Regions from separate parts of the Cydia pomonella genome. Here region 1 is linked to region 2. A link is a contact called in public Hi-C data. All regions are on one chromosome and are shown on one strand. Each heading gives the region's core, a stretch centred on a gene start, on an enhancer-like site or on the middle of the called end of the contact. The rest is flanking DNA. Distances are from core to core; before and after follow the strand shown.

Region 1 (5,122 bases), core at 1,140-3,639, 210 kb after region 2:
AGCAGATATCGCAGCAGCAGAGGGATCTGCAGTCAGCCCCAAAACAAAGATAAAGAATTAAAAAATAAAAATAACAACCTGACTGCAGAACAAATAAAGCTTTAATAATAATAAAAAAAAAAAATTAGAACTTTTTAGATACCAAATAAAAACGTGTAAAAACCTTTAAACTCGCCTGTGATCGGTGGCTCGAGCCCCGCAGTATCGTAGAAACACACACGCTCCTTCGTACCGCGGTCTGTCTCTATATTCGCTACATAAATGTCCTCTATAGTCGGATAGAGATATGTTTTTAAATTCACATTTCCGTATATCAACTGCTCGAGAACGGCAGTTTTACCAACGCCTTTCATCCCACAGATAACTACTTTACTAGTTTTACCCATTTTACGAGTAAAATTATGGAAACATTAAAGAAAAATTGCCTGTTACTGATCCACGTAATACTTTCACTTTTCACATTTTTCAGAAACACGTAAAGGTTTCGGTAATTGAAGATAAAAGTAGAATTATAATGAGCATCGATTTATGGAATAAACTAATCGGCCCAGAACTTGCTTATATTTAAATTTTGGCTAAATAAATAAATAAACACTGCTAAATGACGACTGAGCTTTGACGTCTTTGGACTCTTTGTTTGACAGAAGTTTTTTTATCAGCATTCTTTTAAAAACACTAGAAAAGTAGTGTATGATCTATGGTGCAGTTTATGTGTGTGTCTCAAATATGTTAAGGGTCTCTAGACCTTTTCATCGATGACGTTTTAAACATCATTCAGTCAATTCCCGTGCAAGTTAAGGGAAAACGACCGCCAAAAAGCGTCCGGCCCGACCGAGATGACCTAGCTGGTTCCGATTCAGTATATATAATACTACTCTGTGGTGTTTGTCATCTAATTTCATTGCTTTCCGACCAAGTTCAAATTGACCTTCGACCGCCGGAAACTTGGTTAATTGGTTGGTCAACGTCTGGCCACTCCTACATGGCCTTGAGAACTTTTTTAAACCCATAGAGTAACTCTATAACCAATAATAACCATTATTATGTTTCCGGCCCATTTGATTGAAATGTCTCGATAATATTTTCAGTTTATTTTTAAATTTAATGTAGTTTACAGCTGTTTTTTGGTTTACATTTATTTTTAACATATCTAAATCATGTCCGAGTGTGTTCCTTGTGAGGCTTGCCGCTCTTGCGGTAAAGTCGTCAGTCCGTGCTATAAGCAACCTCGTATACCAGACTCGTTCGCTCCACGGCGCTGCTACGTAAAACCCACTGCTCCTGTAGAAGCATCCACCACGTATAATCTATCGTATTTACCCACAGCAGATTCTTCAAACTTACGTGGAATGCCTAGAAAACCAGCACCTAGTCTAGTCCCAAGCTGCGAGCCAATGGAAGGCAGCACAGTTCAGAAACTTTCATTTCTTCCTAATGCAGTTTGTACAACGCAGCCGATTCGGCCATGTCACCACGACATGTGGGGGCAGGGGCCTATGCAAGCGGTCACCACGCAACGTCACGACTATGTCCCCAAGCCGGCCATTATGAGAGAATCCTGCAAACCACCTCCTAAGTTCCACTCAGTTGAATCACCGTTTGAAAACCGCACAGTGAACCGCTTATCTTATTTAAATCCAGGTCCTGCGCCACCATCACCATCATTCGCACCTGTCAAGTGTTATGAGCGACCAACGGCTAAAATGGAGAGCTCAACTACACAGAAATTGTCATATCAGCCTGTATGCGCTCCGTCACCGCAGCGTCCGCCTTGGGCTTGCAAAGGCCAATACCAGAAACCCTGCCAGAAGATCGACTCAACAACAGTATACCGTTCCTCGTTTCTTCCACCAGGAGAGGACTGCTCGCAAGTTCTGGATTCATGTAGTTATGGTGATTGTAAGCCATGCAATTGCATCTGCCCGGCGCAGTGCATCGCCACAGACCCATGTGCCTGCCTCATATTTCCAAGAGCAGGATGCTGACGTTAGCTACTGTTATTTATAGTTGTGTTAGTTCATAAAATTTTATCGTGAAAATTGTGTAAACAGTAATTCATTGCTTACAAATTGAGGTGAAGAAATAATCTGCCGGAAGAATTAAATCGTCTTAAAGGTTGCAAATTGAAGAATGCTGAAGGTGCCCTACTTATATACTTTATTTAAATTTTGCGCTTTTTTATAATGATGCCAAACTATATTATATCGTCCCAAACATAGACGAACGAGGAGAAAAGCCCTTCAAAATATAACTTTTGAAATAAAAACTTGGTTTACTTTTTTCACTACGGTTCCTTAACTTATAACACTTAAAATATAACGCAATTAAACAAAACGCATTCCGAATGTCGTCTTTGTCAAAAAAATGTAGGTAAAGGCGGTAAAGGAGAACAAAGTGAGAAACGTCATATCGATTTGAAACGTGATTGGTTCATACACCTATGTAACGGTTATATCTACCAATCAGAGTAGACTACACGTTATCTGCGTAGAAAACGAAACAGAGAACTCACTTCTAATTCACTTGCTTTTCGTGTGGTTCAATAAATTATATCACAAAAACCTAGCAAAAGTAAGTAATTTGAATTAATTGGCTTTATTTCAGGCTTTTACTAAACAACTTATGTAGATATATATTACACATTGAACGTTAAGAGCAGCATTTTTTGGTTGCAAAGTGTTATGTAAGAAGGTTGTCAATAATCACAAGGTGTTCCTATAAAGATAAAGATTTTCCGGGTGTGTGAGTTATTAAAGCAACCAGTTAATCGTAAATTTAAATAAATCATTCTTATTATACATAGTAAGTAACTATTTAAAATACTGCTAATTGTTCACCTGTCAGATCATCACTGGCCACTGTTTTCCTTGTTAGAGGTTAATGAAATAAAGAAAAGAACGAATTGTTGGCATAAGCAGACTTTCTTTTGTTAGACATTTACTCAGGGGCGTATTTACCCTGGGGCCAAGGGGCCATGGCCCGAGGCGGCAGGCTGCAAGGGGTGGCAAAAAAGGGTTTTTTTCCTTATATGAGATACATTGGCGAATCTACTTGGCCCGGGTAACTCTTTAAAATACGCCACTGCATTTACCTCAAATGAATAGAAAATCTAATACCTTATCTACCTCTTAAACTATAACTAAATCTAATCTAATTCTAGCTAGGGCTGGATTTCTGCTTAAGCCCACTAGGCCTCTGGGCCCAGGCAATCTAGCAAAGGTTTTAAGATGGAGCCCTAAATTTCAAGTATCATACAAAGTGTCCTAGGGGCCCTAGGTCATAATCATAATCATTTATTTGTTGCAAACCATGGTATTACACTTGTACAGTCATGGACCCTACTAGGGCGTGGCAACATGTTTATATGTACATAGGTACACTTTTCTATGGCACAGAATATAAAAAATAGTAACAAACAACAAAAATGACACATTAAAATAACTATATATTATTTTATTAATTTATCACAATAACATATGCTATGCTCTGTTTTATTGCACATGACATACCTATTTAACTGCATTGACCCCGTAAGGCCTGTCCTTAGATATATGTCAATGTCATAAACTTGTAGACTCAACACTAGTTTTATGCTCATAGGTTGCGGTGGCTGCTTAAGTTCAGCGTTTTGCCACAAATTCAGTACAAAAAAAATGTCCTGAAGCCACTTGATACTAGCATGGTTACTTATTTACACCTTTGTCACCAGATGGCCGGCGACAAGGCAGTCTCCACCGTCTCCAAGCCCGTGATGAGGGGCCTCCTGAACTCCTCTATCAAGCGTAACCTCACCGTTGCCCTCACCTTGGCCGCTATCAGCGGAGTTGCATTCAAGCAGCTGGTCGGCAATGAGCGCAAGAGGAAATACGCCGAGTTCTACAGGTGAGTAATGCCTCTGTGGCGGTGCCCAGCATTAGGCGGGTCCCACAGAATCTGACACGCCGAAAATCATGTCTTAAAAATGATTTTTCTTAGGAAGAATTCTTTGAATTGGCGCCTAGCCTTTTTAGGACATGATTTTATTATTATTATTTAATAAAATCATTATTATTTAATAAGCAGGCAGGCAGTTTGACAACTGATATGACCTGTATCCAATATTCATAAAGATAGTTATCATGACTGAGTAGTAGATATAATGTGCTTGACTTGCTTATGACCTCTCAGACGGTTGTTGTTGTTGCGCTTGAACATCTCTTGGAAATCCTTGAGGTCATAGTGCCCAGATAGTATTTTGTACGTCTCTATTAGGTCGCCACGTTCTCTGCGGTGCTTTAGAGTAGTGAGGTTCAGTTCCTTTAGTCTCTTCATATGGCTTGTTTTTAAGTTGCCTTGGCAGTTTCGTGAAACTGCGTTGTACTTTCTCAAGCATCTCAATGTCCTTGGCAAAGTAAGGACTCCAGGCTTGAAAAGCATACTCCAGTACGGGTCTGACATATGTTTTGTATATTTTTAGCATCATATACGGTGTTAAGGTCTTGAAAGCTTTTCTAATGAGGTAAATCATGCTTCTGGCTTTCTTAACCATTGTAGATATGTGCTCTTCCCACTTTAGGTCCTCAGAGATTTTAACACCTAGGTCAGTTTGTGCTTTTACAGCCGTTAGTGGAGTGCCTTCCAAGTTGTAAATCTGGCAGAGATTCCGATTTCCTATGTGAAGTACTGTACATTTGGCAGAATTCAGATTGATTAACCATTCCTTAGACCAGCTTACTATTGCATCTAGATCGTTTTGTAGTTGGCTGTAATCTAGGAGTGGGTTAGCAAATAACTTGGTGTCATCCGCAAAAGTACTAATACTGCATTTGAGGCGACAGGGAAGGTCAACAGTGTATAGTATGTAAAGCACCGGGCCTAAAACTGAACCCTGTGGTACTCCACTCTGTATCTCTCGCTGCCGTGACTTAGTCTCACCAACTCTAACTTCAAAGGTTCTATGTTCTAGTTTTCTAGTAGATTTTCTGAGTTATTTGAACTTAACAGATTAAACATTAAAGGTACTAATTCCTGGAGTAATAAAAATAATTGTACCTTAGCCCTTTTTTTTTATTCAATGAGATCGATAACTTGAAAAATTATAACGCCTGCAAATGTGTAATAGCAAGAAAAATATAAATTAGTA
Region 2 (4,711 bases), core at 106-2,605:
AGGTAGCCATAGGAACTCTGTGATAAAACAAGGCAACCTAATTGTGTTTGGGTTTTTTAGAATAGGGTTGTTTCCATCTACAAATCTTAGGGCAGAATTGTATCCCAATAAATTCTTTTGGATTATAAGAGCATGTTAAACTACCTGTAATGACCATATTTTTGTAAATATTGAATTTTAAATATCTTTTGGCACACGTCACGTGACCAAACTCGAAACGTCATTGAAGATTCTGATGACGTCACAACTCTCGGATTGACACTGTTGACAGTTAGGCGATAAACAACAAATGATAAATGTCAGTTGACAGTTCGTATCTTCTACGTGTGTATGTAGTTATGTGTCAAACCGTAAACTGTGACGTCACACAATTTTCAAAGAGCGTTTTGGGCGCGAAAGCATCTGTCAAAATATATTTTGTTAATTTAACATATTTAAAGCCGTTTTTAGTATAAAAGTTGAATTTTAGGGCAACTTTTTAGTTAATATAGAACGTAATACAAGCGTTTCAAAAAATTGGAAACAAACCTATTGTCTCGATGAGTATTAGTTGCCTGTGGAAAGAAAGGAACAGTCAGCGTTAAGCATGAAATTTTTGCCAATAACTTATTTTGAATTCCCCACCATAAAATTTAGTATAGTTTATGGTGGGGAACAAATAACCCAACCAAATTACGTAGGTTTGTTTTTGGTATGTTGTCAGCAATGTTAAAACGTATTTTTAATTTTGTCGCATTGTGTATGTTCTGTCCCTCACAGGGCCCGCAAGCGTAGCTCATCTATAGAAAATACACTAAATCTATGATGCAAGAAAGGAAATAGATGAACGAAACTTGGAATTTTTTATTTCGGTTGACTCGCCGATTACGAACTATATTACCGATAAAATGAAAATGTGCGTTTGGGGGAATCATTCAAATTTCGAGAGTCTAATTATCACCATAAATCTAAAATTGGTGATTAAATCATTGGAAACTGGCGCCAATTTCTTTTCTGATCAAATCGGTCGATTTGATCCTCCCGTCTGGACTGGCCTTAATGAGGTTACAAAGAGTGATAGAGAGGCATAACGAGCTCGGTAGTAATTTCTCGGCATGCCCTTTATGTAATAAATGAAATGATTAAAGCCACAAAACAATATCTATATAACATTAATAATGACAAATAAATACAAATCATTTTTTGTCTTTCTTTGGGAAGCCTTCTTTAGGAACCGATTGAAACAGACCCTTTTTTGCCATTTCATCGGCCCATTCTTCAAAATCTGAAAGCCTGAAACAAAATACATTCGTTTACTAAAATGTATTATTATCGACGTTGATGTTGATTAATAACCACGTTCGCTGCGTAGATCGAAACGTATGCGTCACTGCGTCATGATAAAGGCTATTCTCACTACACTATATTTATTTCGATTTGCATTTTATCAGATTTTATCTAATTTTCTATGTTAACACAGTGTTTTAATAATTGGTCAAAAGTAAGGGACTTATAAGTCCTTCAATATAAATTTAATAGCTTCTATTATAAAATACTTCCACAAAAAAAAGCCGTATTTTACCAATGAGTACGGACCTTAAAAGTATAAAAATGGTTGATTGTATGAAAAGGCCTAGTTTAGACATTTAATTGCAAAAATAAATAGTGTTATCTACTATCGCAGTGTATAAGTGCTAATACAATGAAAATACGTTAACGGTGCTTGTTTCACACTGTGCAGGTATTTATATTTTATATAATTTTAAGCTCAATTTTGGAATCAATCGATTTATGTTCTACTTTAGAAATTGTCCAAATTGTCTTGTTATTTGTTGTAGTAGCGATTGTTAAAAATAACAAAAGAGAAAGGAGAACCTGTCAATTGAAACAGTTTATATTGACTTGACAGTTCCTTTTCTTTTATGGGTCCTCTACATGATGGCCCAGCGCAGGCCAGTCCAAGGGATGCATTTATGCGTTAGAGGGAGTAAGTGATATTGCTATCTCATTTCATCGCATAGCTGCGTCCCTTAGATTGGACTACGCTGGGCCATCGTGGAGAGGAGCCCTTACCCGTAATTTATTACATTTAAATGAATGTAATGTACAGTAATTGTTGTAACGCCACCTAGTGCCCTAAATGTCTAACTAGTCATACTTCACCGTCTATCAATCGGACAGTGAGTTGTATTTCATGAACAAAGACAATTTGGGCAATATTTATATGAAAAGGTGTTTCACACCTACCAAAAAATGCTTTATTTACATAATAGATATGTACAGATGTAATAACTAGCTTAAATTTAAAATAGGATACTGGTGGCATTTCCTCTTTGTATCGCAAAGCCAATACATTGTGCGAGGAAGCCGCTAGCTCTTCGGTCATCAGTTCACCACCATCAGTCAGAAGCTTATTAATAGAAAATATATCTGGTCTATCTACTGTTATCTAGCAATATATCTATGGAATAATAAGGATGCTACCCACCCACTAGCCAGGCGGCAGGAATGCATGGCCTAAGGGCTGCATTATCAGTTGTTAATTACATTCATCAAATTTATTTAATATATTGTAGATATTACATCTGAGTCACCTAACTTCAAATTCGGATAAATCCAACGGCATTTTGGGAAAGGTCCAATAGATGTTAAGTGACTTATTTAAGAACTACAATAACTCCTAAAGTAACAGCTTAGGTTGAGAACCAACCTATGAAGGTGGAGTTGTATTTGAAACAATTTATGGATGTTTCTATATATTTTGAGTCATTTTGACTAAGTGCTACAGTAAGCTCAATAAGGCTTGTGTTATGGGTACTTGGACGACGATATAGGGTAGGTGCGTAGGGTAGGTGGGTAGGGTAGGGTAGTTGCCAACTTTGTTATGTGAAAAAATCTTAAAGTTGAGGACATACATCTGTACATATCTATTATGCTTGTGGTTAGACTTGTGCATTCTCTGGTGTTACCAATCTTTCTCTATGGTTGTGAGATATGGACTAAACGAGCAGATTTGATCAAGCATATCAACATGTTTGAAATGTGGTGTTGGCACCGGCTTTTGAAGGCATCAGACCTCAGGGCCCTCCCCCTAGTAGATGGTGTGCTCAAATCACTGTACCTATGCAATTAAAACTGCACAAGGCCATGCGCTTGGCGAGGAATAGAAGCCTATGGAGGAATCTGGTCTTCTACAGATGGACATGATGTCACGATCCTCAGCATTTAGGGACCAACTGAAGAAGAAGATATCTATTATGTAAATAAAGCATTTTTTGGTAGGTGTGAAACACTTTTCATATAAATATTTTGTATGGATAGTCATAAACCTGGCTCATAAATACAGGATGGGCAAATAAGAAGTATTCATTTTGATTTTAAATTTTAACTATATTAAGTGCAAAGATTATTAAGTACAGTTTTAAAAGTATATTATTCAGGGTTGGCAAATACATGCGGAACATAATGTTTGACAAATGTGTCCACCACTGGCAGCAGGCATATGGGAGCCCTTATCATGGCAATTTTCAGCATATTTTCGGACATTTTCAGTGTTATCCTAGTAAATGGTGTCTGATGGTCGGTTTTAACTGTTTAAATTTCATCAGCTTGTTAAATGCCGGATTTAGAGGTCTGGAGGCCTCGGGAAATATAGGAGTGGAGGCCCCCTGGCCCCAAATTATTTTCCAAATAAAATGGTATTTTTTCTGAAGTCTCTATTGTGGGGGCCCCTCTTTTGTGGAGGCCCCGGGGCTGTAGCCCCGGTTTCCCTCCCCTAAATCCGGCCCTGGCTTGTTAGCATAGATTTTAGATAGTACATATAACTCGGGCATAAATGTCGATTTTTATCCACGACTATACATCGGGTAAAAATGGATCACTTTATGTTATATTGTCTAGATGTTAGAGTGCGTGTCCAGATATTTGTGAGCGCCTTAGCTGCTCCGATATATCTGATGGCGACTGTACAATCTACTATGTATTAGTGAACATTATTTTTAATTTGGTTTTTTAAGCGGTGGTTTTATACGATAAACATTCGCAGCTTTGAAAGCAGTCGAATGTAGAATGTAGGAAAAATTACAATGCGCTTATCGCTGCGTTTACCGTAAAAAACAATCAAGTCCATCAAAAGTGACCAAGGTGGACTTGGTCACTTTCTTTATAGTGTATGACATCTATTTCAGTTTATTAATTGGAATTACCCCAAACAGATCTGACACGTTATCTAAAAACCCCCTGTAGGGGTCAATCGAGCGTCTAAGAGGCCACTACCACTACCTTGACTTTTTTTGCACTTTCGTACCTTGAACGCCAAGACACAGTACAAAAACAGTAGGTAATCTTCATAGAAATGTGTCCCTGCCACACACAGATTATCATAATTTACGGGAGAATACGGTGGCGGTAGCGTGGGCCGTACCGCGACTGTGATCGCGCGCATTCGAGTAGGCTGCACGTCCGCTCGCATTTGCCTGCTCTTACCGGCCTTAATTTATGTATTGATAGAACATTTCATTATATTATATAAATAGAAACCTAGTGCTACTCATAATACGCAAATAGTATTTAACTAAAAATAAAAGTGACAACCCTAAGCGCTAACGCAATAGTAGGCAAATAACTTGCCGAGCGGCCTTAGATTCACTACTGTTCTTAGTGTACTGTGGCCAAGATTCCAAGAACCGTTCAAGGCGACGTAAGTGTAGCTTAATGATAGAGATATTGGCGT

The links. Hi-C and Micro-C count contacts between places; a contact is called where the count stands out from the background.
Region 1: a Hi-C map of whole body shows a contact between it and region 2, with 2.7 times the contacts expected there. The contact joins the promoter of LOC133530216 here to the promoter of LOC133530211 in region 2. A contact is called at or near these places in 2 of 2 Hi-C or Micro-C datasets (both in whole body).

The regions. Positions count from the first base shown.
Region 1 is chr22:5,440,129-5,445,250 of ilCydPomo1, forward strand. It overlaps LOC133530216 (cytochrome c oxidase subunit 6C-like), which reads left to right and starts at 2,390. Exons shown (of 3, transcript XM_061868083.1): 1 at 2,390-2,571; 2 at 3,710-3,882. The coding sequence starts at 3,710. It overlaps LOC133530213 (NF-kappa-B inhibitor-interacting Ras-like protein), which reads right to left and starts at 607. Exons shown (of 3, transcript XM_061868079.1): 1 at 164-607. The coding sequence starts at 386.
Region 2 is chr22:5,233,419-5,238,129 of ilCydPomo1, forward strand. LOC133530211 (coiled-coil domain-containing protein 102A-like) reads left to right here and starts at 1,356. Exons shown (of 3, transcript XM_061868076.1): 1 at 1,356-1,720. It overlaps LOC133530215 (acrosin-like), which reads right to left. Exons shown (of 4, transcript XM_061868081.1): 4 at 1,127-1,272. The coding sequence ends at 1,176.